2 separate regions of the Mus musculus genome follow, and region 1 is linked to region 2. A link is a contact called in public Hi-C data. All regions are on one chromosome and are shown on one strand. Each heading gives the region's core, a stretch centred on a gene start, on an enhancer-like site or on the middle of the called end of the contact. The rest is flanking DNA. Distances are from core to core; before and after follow the strand shown. Region 1 overlaps Scamp1 (secretory carrier membrane protein 1). Region 2 overlaps Arsb (arylsulfatase B).

What was found. Hi-C and Micro-C count contacts between places; a contact is called where the count stands out from the background.
Region 1: a contact with region 2 is called in a Hi-C map of muscle stem cells, with 2.7 times the contacts expected there. The contact joins two enhancer-like sites. A contact is called at or near these places in 2 of 15 datasets of contacts at CTCF or cohesin (the NIH/3T3 cell line and stem cell-derived epiblast-like cells), 28 of 484 Hi-C or Micro-C datasets (the BV-2 cell line, the C2C12 cell line, bone marrow-derived macrophages and 12 more) and 3 of 115 datasets of contacts at active chromatin or transcription factors (cardiomyocytes, embryonic stem cells and fibro-adipogenic progenitors).

Annotation. Positions count from the first base shown.
Region 1 is chr13:94,203,676-94,206,939 of GRCm38.p6, forward strand. It overlaps Scamp1 (secretory carrier membrane protein 1), which reads right to left. Exons shown (of 9, transcript NM_029153.1): 9 at 1-488. The coding sequence ends at 324. Among named protein-coding and RNA genes, the nearest start is that of Scamp1, 80 kb to the right of the region's middle. Within about 2 kb of position 1,741, at least 6 of the 459 cell types and tissues checked have an H3K27ac peak or open chromatin away from gene starts, as enhancers often do. A contact at or near this core is called in muscle stem cells, where this site is marked.
Region 2 is chr13:93,838,020-93,841,555 of GRCm38.p6, forward strand. All of the region lies in intron 4 of Arsb (arylsulfatase B), which reads left to right. Among named protein-coding and RNA genes, the nearest start is that of Mir5624, 49 kb to the left of the region's middle. Within about 2 kb of position 1,257, at least 139 of the 459 cell types and tissues checked have an H3K27ac peak or open chromatin away from gene starts, as enhancers often do. A contact at or near this core is called in muscle stem cells, where this site is marked.

The sequences.
Region 1 (3,264 bases), core at 491-2,990, 370 kb after region 2:
AGCGCTTTTTAAATCTTAAGTCACATACTCATTTCAGTGTGTCACCACTGAAATAATCTGAGGAACACCATCCCCCAAAAATATGGAGAATATTTATTTAGCAGGTGATAGTTTTCTTCTGTGCAGAGCATGGAAATATTAAGAAACTATTAGGCAAAGTAATAAGACAAGGAAGTTTCTCTGGTTTTTAGACCATGCACATGTGGATTGGAAATACCCATGCTTTTGTGTATTGTGTGTTTCCAACAAAAAATATCTGTAGAATACAGTAACTGGAGAAAAAGATACAGTCCTAAGGAAACAGAGAACTGCTTCCAGGCTCGCTACATCTGGTTACCCTTGAAGGCGTTCTGCGCCGCGCTGGTTGCTGCGGTTGAGGCGGCGTTTGCAGCCGCTGTCTGAACAGTTTTATTGGACATCACTCCCGTTGCAAACTCTTGCTGGGCCTTCTCAAAACTAGCACCTGTTGTGCGGTACAGTCCATGCACCTGAGGAGGCAGAACCAAGGCGAGATGGTGAGATGCGATCCACACATTTGCTCAAACCACCCTGCCGTGTGCGAGGACCAGGCAGAGGTCAGAGGGGAGGTGGGGGGAACAGAAAAGAAAACCCATGAAATCAGCTTTTTACCCTAGGTCCAAAATAAACACAGGAGATGGCCATAGTGGGATTAACGGCGACACAGCGCCTTCAAAGACAGTAGCTGCCCTGTTCGGTCGAAGCAGACCAGGTTAGTCTATGCACTGGAGTACCTCCCCACGCAATGGTGTCGGACACCAACTTAACTGGTTAGCGGGACTCCCTCAGCACTATTCTGAATCATACGCTTCCAACCCCACACTCCTTACAAATGAAAACTACAGCTGAAGACCAGACATTTCAGGAAGTCTTCAAACAGTTAAAACACCTAGATTATCTTGGTTCTTAAAATGAACTAACTTCAAAACTTCTTTTGAAATACAAAAAGCCATTAGTAACTAGTGTACTAATGTGGGCATGAATATTTATGGGCAAGTTCCCAAATCCCATAGAAGACATAATGGAACCCAGGTTCTTCAGGGAATCCAACCTGTACTGCCTTCTTCTCACTTCAATGTTATGCTGTCCCAACTCTTAGTGATTGATTACTCAAAGGGAGATGTTCAGAGCTCCTGACAGCTCTCTGTGGCTCATTCCTGTCTTACTAACTGGCTCCTTTAGAACATCTACCACTTTTGCCCTGAAACACTATCCAGTACTTTGATAGTTCACTGTAGAAACAGAACAAACACAATAAGAAACAACTGATAGAAAATCAAACCTATTTGTGAAAGCTAAGGATTTCTGTCTATGAAGAAGCTCAGGAGATATAAATTCTTTCAACAGTTGGGCAGCGCAGGCTTAAACAACAATACCATGGCAGAAACCAAGGGACAATGAGCGTCCAACCCAACGATAACCTGGTCTAACTCGGGTAACCTGGGTTATCTCAGCTGTGAGATCTCAGAATGAGACTGAATCCTCAAAAGTACATTTACATCATCACAACAAACCAAGACTGCACAGCATGTCTAGAGGGGTGTGTGTGTGTGTGAGAGAGAGGGGGGGAGGGGAGAGGAGAGGAGAGGAGAGAGAGAGAGAAAGAGAGAGAGAGAGAGAGAGAGAGAGAGAGAGAGAGAGAGAGAGAGAGAGAGAGAAGAGAAGAACCGCCTGGCAACGCCTCTAGTCCAGAGCTGGGACTATGCAGACCTTCCTGAGGGCACGAACCGCCCATGAAGAGACTGACCCCTAGTGGTGACACGTTAGAGCTACATACTCCCTACAAGGGGGTCTGTGTGTTTATTTTTGATAATTTATTATTAATTTTTAAGTCAGTGTTGAAGAATCAGTACTCGGATCTCAGTTTACATCAGAGGTAGAAAAGACAAGAGGATTGATGGTTGCTTCAAATTATAATTTAGTTTATATTGCCATGTGTCATATCTCAGCATACCATATAAAAACATCATCTCATCTGACATCCTTAACTTCACAGGTAAGAGTGAGACAGTACCAGCTAACAGTGGATACGTGAGAGAGTCAACCAGTAACCTAATTTTGCATCTCAGATTTAAATTAGTTAAATCTAATTATTAACAGAGTATGCACTAAAATAGAGAATAGACACAATGCTGATAAATACTGTGACTTTATTGGGGAAATGATATTTATTCTGAATGCCTGACATGTGGATATAAGCTCAGTTATACAACTATCCCTTTCATGGAAAAGCAAAAACAGAAGGGGAGAAGAGTCCCTGAGCCTGCTCAGGACTGCCCGGCGTGCAGTCACTGAGTCACTGAGGAGTGAGCTCCCGGTGTCTTTCCTGTAGAACTGCTCTGGGGTGCTCTGCCCCTAGGCCTCTTCTGGCTCTATACCCCTATGTGCTCACTCAGGCTTCACTCACCTCAAGAAGCCAAAACTTCCCAGTCTGAAAACCCAGCCTAGATCTCTTTGCTTGCTTCTCCTTCTCTGTCTAGACGTCTACGGAGCTTATTCACACACATGGTCTACCAGTACTTGAAACCCCACGCCCCAGCCATGGCATCACCCTGACTCCAAACCTGCTCTTTTGATTTGTGCGTGTTGGGGGCGTGCCATCGAGCACCTGCGGAGGTCAGAGGGTAACATGCAGGAGCTGGTCCTCTCCTTCAACCACGTGGTTCCTGGGTCAGACCCAAGTGGTGTGCTTGGCACTTTTACCCACTGAGCCGTCTCATCAGCCCCAAACCTGTTCTTGCTAATGGCCATCCCCTAAGCCAAATGGCCTAGAGAAACCCAACAAGAATGAAGCCTGGCCTCTCTCATAGTGGGAGGAGTCAACTCAGGCTTCCAAGCCCTACCCCCTGCCCACAAATCCTCTATCTACTTCAGGATTACGTCCAAGCTTGTCATGTCTACCCAATCACTCTGTTCCCTAAAACACTTCAGTGAACTACACATTTTTAAAGATTAGAACTTCTTAACAAGGTGTCCTAGTTTTCACAACCCTGCAGGATCTGAGGATGCAGTTGTGTCCAGGCTCCTGTCCACCCCCCACCACGGATCCCTGGGACTTTCTCAGCCCATGCACCACCTCCTCCCGTCCATGCTTAGCCTTCTGTTACCCCTGCATTTGCTACACTGTATCCTCACCTGTCCTGTATGTCCTGACTGCTTCCTTCCCCCTTTCTGATTCCCTTATGTAGGCCGTCAGTCATCAGTGTCTCTCAGCTAAGGCTTTCTCTTGGCACGTTAGCAGCAACC
Region 2 (3,536 bases), core at 7-2,506:
TTGTGAGCTGCCCAGTGTGCAGAGAATTGAGTGTGGATCCTGCAGAAGAGCATCACGTGCTCTTACACGCTGAGTCATCTCTCCAGCCCTGGATGTTATAGTTTTTTTTTTTAAAGAAATATTTTCCAGCCTATTCTTTTGCTTGCCAGAAGTTTTCACATTGTTTTCTGTGTTTCAAAAGCTTCTTTCTACAGTGAACATTTAGGCTTAGCTTGTATTGCCATGGAGTTATGAGTACCTGTTAGTTCAGGGATGTACTGTGATGTACAGACATGAGCTAAAATGGAGAGATGGTCACTGATAAAACCCTTGTTTCTTTTCTTCTTCCGAGCTGGTTTATTTTCTATTAAACCTCCCAGATGCTGTTTTGTTACTTTAGAATAGGAAATCTATATTATCTTTTTAAAAATCCCTCTTAAACAAGTGGGGTTTTCCCAAAAATTTCTCTAGCCAGAGGGAACTCTTCATTAAACAGAGCACTTTCTGGAAGGAGAGCGTATGAGCTTATGTCAGGAATTAAGTGATGGAGAAGGGGAAAATGTCGCCTGGCCTTAGGTGCAGAAACTGACCCAGAAGCCTTGGCCAAGTGGCGAGAGTTGACAGAGAGCCAATCGTGGTGCTTCTGACCCGTGCCTTGGCAGGAACCTCTCTGCTACCTTTAGACTTCAGAGCATCTCTAACTGGTTGGATCTTTGTCAAGAGCTTGGTCCGAGGTGGTTTCTTTTCTTTTCTTTTTATTTCTTTTCTCTTGATTTAATATAAAGCACTCACAAATTCTTTCAAGAACAACACACAGCTTTGTTTAGCTCCCTCAAGCCCTTTCACCTCTGTCAAGTTGCACCAGGAAATTTAAGGTCTAGCCAGAGGCCCCCAAAGAGTTAAAAAAAAAAAAAACCAAAACCCTCAACCATCCTGCAGAGTAGGAGAAATTGATGTCAAAAACAGATGTGCTGCTGTGGGCCTTGCTGAATTCATAAGTCAGGATAAAGCCAGTATGTATGCATGCATCTTAAAAAAAAAAATCTTGGCCAGAATTATAGAGAAATGGAAGGTCTCCTCTGCGATTCCTCTTCAGGCCTTGCTGGCCAGGAGCCCTGGTGAAGGGCTCCCGGGAGACAGGTGGCCCTGACAACTCCTAACCATTAAGTCAGAACGCCCTCTAATCCCTTGTTTTCCTTGTTGGTGTTCTGCAGGGCCGAGCTCCCTGCACAGAGCCTGCCCGTTTTCATTGGCTTTGGGGATTGTTATTGGAGTGGCTGACAGCTGTCTGCCAGGCTGTCTGAAACTGCCTTCCTGTGCTCTCCACACTGCTCCACTTCACAGCGCTATTGTTCCTGTCCAGCCTTTTCTTAAAATCTTTCCCAGCTGTATCCTGATATGGCAAACCACCTAAATTAGCTCCAGATTGTTCTGTTTATTTTATGTTAGATAAGTGATAGACTATAGTCCCAGCAGCGGGCCAAATGGAGGGTGGAAATGGGGGCAGGGTGTTGGAGGGGGTCAGAAGACGCTCGATTTTTTACTGCACAGGGAGAGTTCCAGACAAAACTCTGAAATGGCGCATGCGTGACAGAGCCACTAGTCCTGCCATTCATACGTGACCCAGAGTGGTTGGCAAGCATAAACTTTGGATCTGAACAGCAGAAAAGAGAAATCAGAACCCCAACACAAAGCCTTACTAGACAGAAGCAAAAATATCTATCCTGGGGAAAACACATAGGATCTGTCAGGTTGGTTTCTATGCCAGCTACCACACTTGACTTTCCTGTCAACAGAGACCCCTCTCACTTGCCAGTGAAAGGCTCTGTGGGTTCAAACCTGTCCCCAGTCCTTTAATCTCCCTGTATGCTCGGCATTTGAAAACATTTGCTTCCTGTGCCTGAATTTAAAGCTAGAAACCCACAGCAATTGACTCGCCATCATAACTGCTTTCCATACAGCTGCAAGTGAAAATTCACAATAGATTTGGCCTCTTCTGCTCCTCTTGGCCATCTGTGCAACTGCTTAACTGTGGCCTCTCCCCTGTGGGGCCAACTTCTAGCAGGGCCTCTCCACAGAGACCTTCCAAATGCTTAACAAAAAAGTGTTTTTTAACTATAACTAGATTCTCTCCCAGGATGAAGACTTCATATCTGTAGGGTTAAACCCAGATATAATATAACTAGATTCTCTCCTAGGATGAAGACTTTATGATCTGTTGGGCAAACCCAGATACAATATAAGAAATGAACGTCCAAAGCTTGACTCAGCTGAAGCAACGCTAGCAGCCACTGAGTGCTTGTCTCTGGTAACTCAAGACTCCCTAGTGAAGATAGCCATGACTCACTTCAGAGCTGGGCCACTCCTCCCCATGCTGAGCCAAAGTCCTTGAAACCCTTTCTGCCATGTGCAAAGACAGGGAGGAGAGCAGGGTCAGGAGTAATAAAAAAAAAAAAATGCCCCTAGGAACTGCCTCTCACTTTCCTTTTAGGAAAATAATCTCACTGTATAATTTTTTTAAATGACAAAACCAACTGGAGAAAAATAATTACCTTGTCAAGGTCTCTTGGCCCCAGTGGATATGCCTTTGGTCTCTATGAAGGTCCAGTATGGAGCTGCCTGGCCTGCATGTTACCCCAGCTCTCAGCGCTGGATCTTTCTATGTAGCCTTGTTGGCTTTTGATTGTGTACAGCCATGCATTTGTCCCTGGGCCAGGCTTCTCCTAGTTGTGTTCATGGAAAGGAGACTGAACCTGTCTCCCCTTGCCACAACACTAACAGCCTAGGAGGCCTTTAATCAGGGCCTAGCAAACCAATTTTTTTTCTTTAATTCTTACCTTATACCATGCACCTCATTACACTTTTGTTTTCATTCATTCCTAGACTTTAAAAACAGAGGCAAACAGCTCATGTGCCCTTGGCCTGTTCTCATTCAAACCATGGTACAGCTATCTCCAGCTAGCTAAGATGGAGTAAACAAGTCAAGGCTTCCTCACTGTGGCAGATAAAAATGAGAAGCAGAAAGCAGACTGTCTGAGACTTCATAGGGCAAATGGTAAATGAGTGGACTCTGGGTTTTATTAATTCTTGTGACGGGGTAAGCTCTGTGTGTTTGTTTTCTCTCCTCTGTCTTTCAGGTCTGACACATGAAACATGAAGTAGGCACTGATAGTATTCTTTTGAAGAAATCCCTACTTCTAATAGTGAGTGAAGAAATCAATAATCTGAAAAACATGAGGAACTCACCTCACATTTCTCTTCTCCAGTATTCTCTGCTCTGTGTTCTATGCCCTGTGCTCTGTGTTCTGTGTTCTCTGTTCTGTGCTCTGCACTCTGTGTTCTGTGCTGTGTACTGTGTGCTCTGTTTGCTCTGTGTTCTGTGCTCTGTGTTCTGTGTTCTGTGCTGTGTGCTCTGTGTTCTGTGCTTTGTGCTCTGTGCTCTGTGTTCTGTGTTCTGTGCTGTGTGCTCTGTGTTCTGTGCTGTGTGCTCTGTTTGCTCTGTGTTGTGTGCTCTGTGTTCTGTGTTCTGTGCTCTGTGTTCTGTGCTGTGTGCTCTG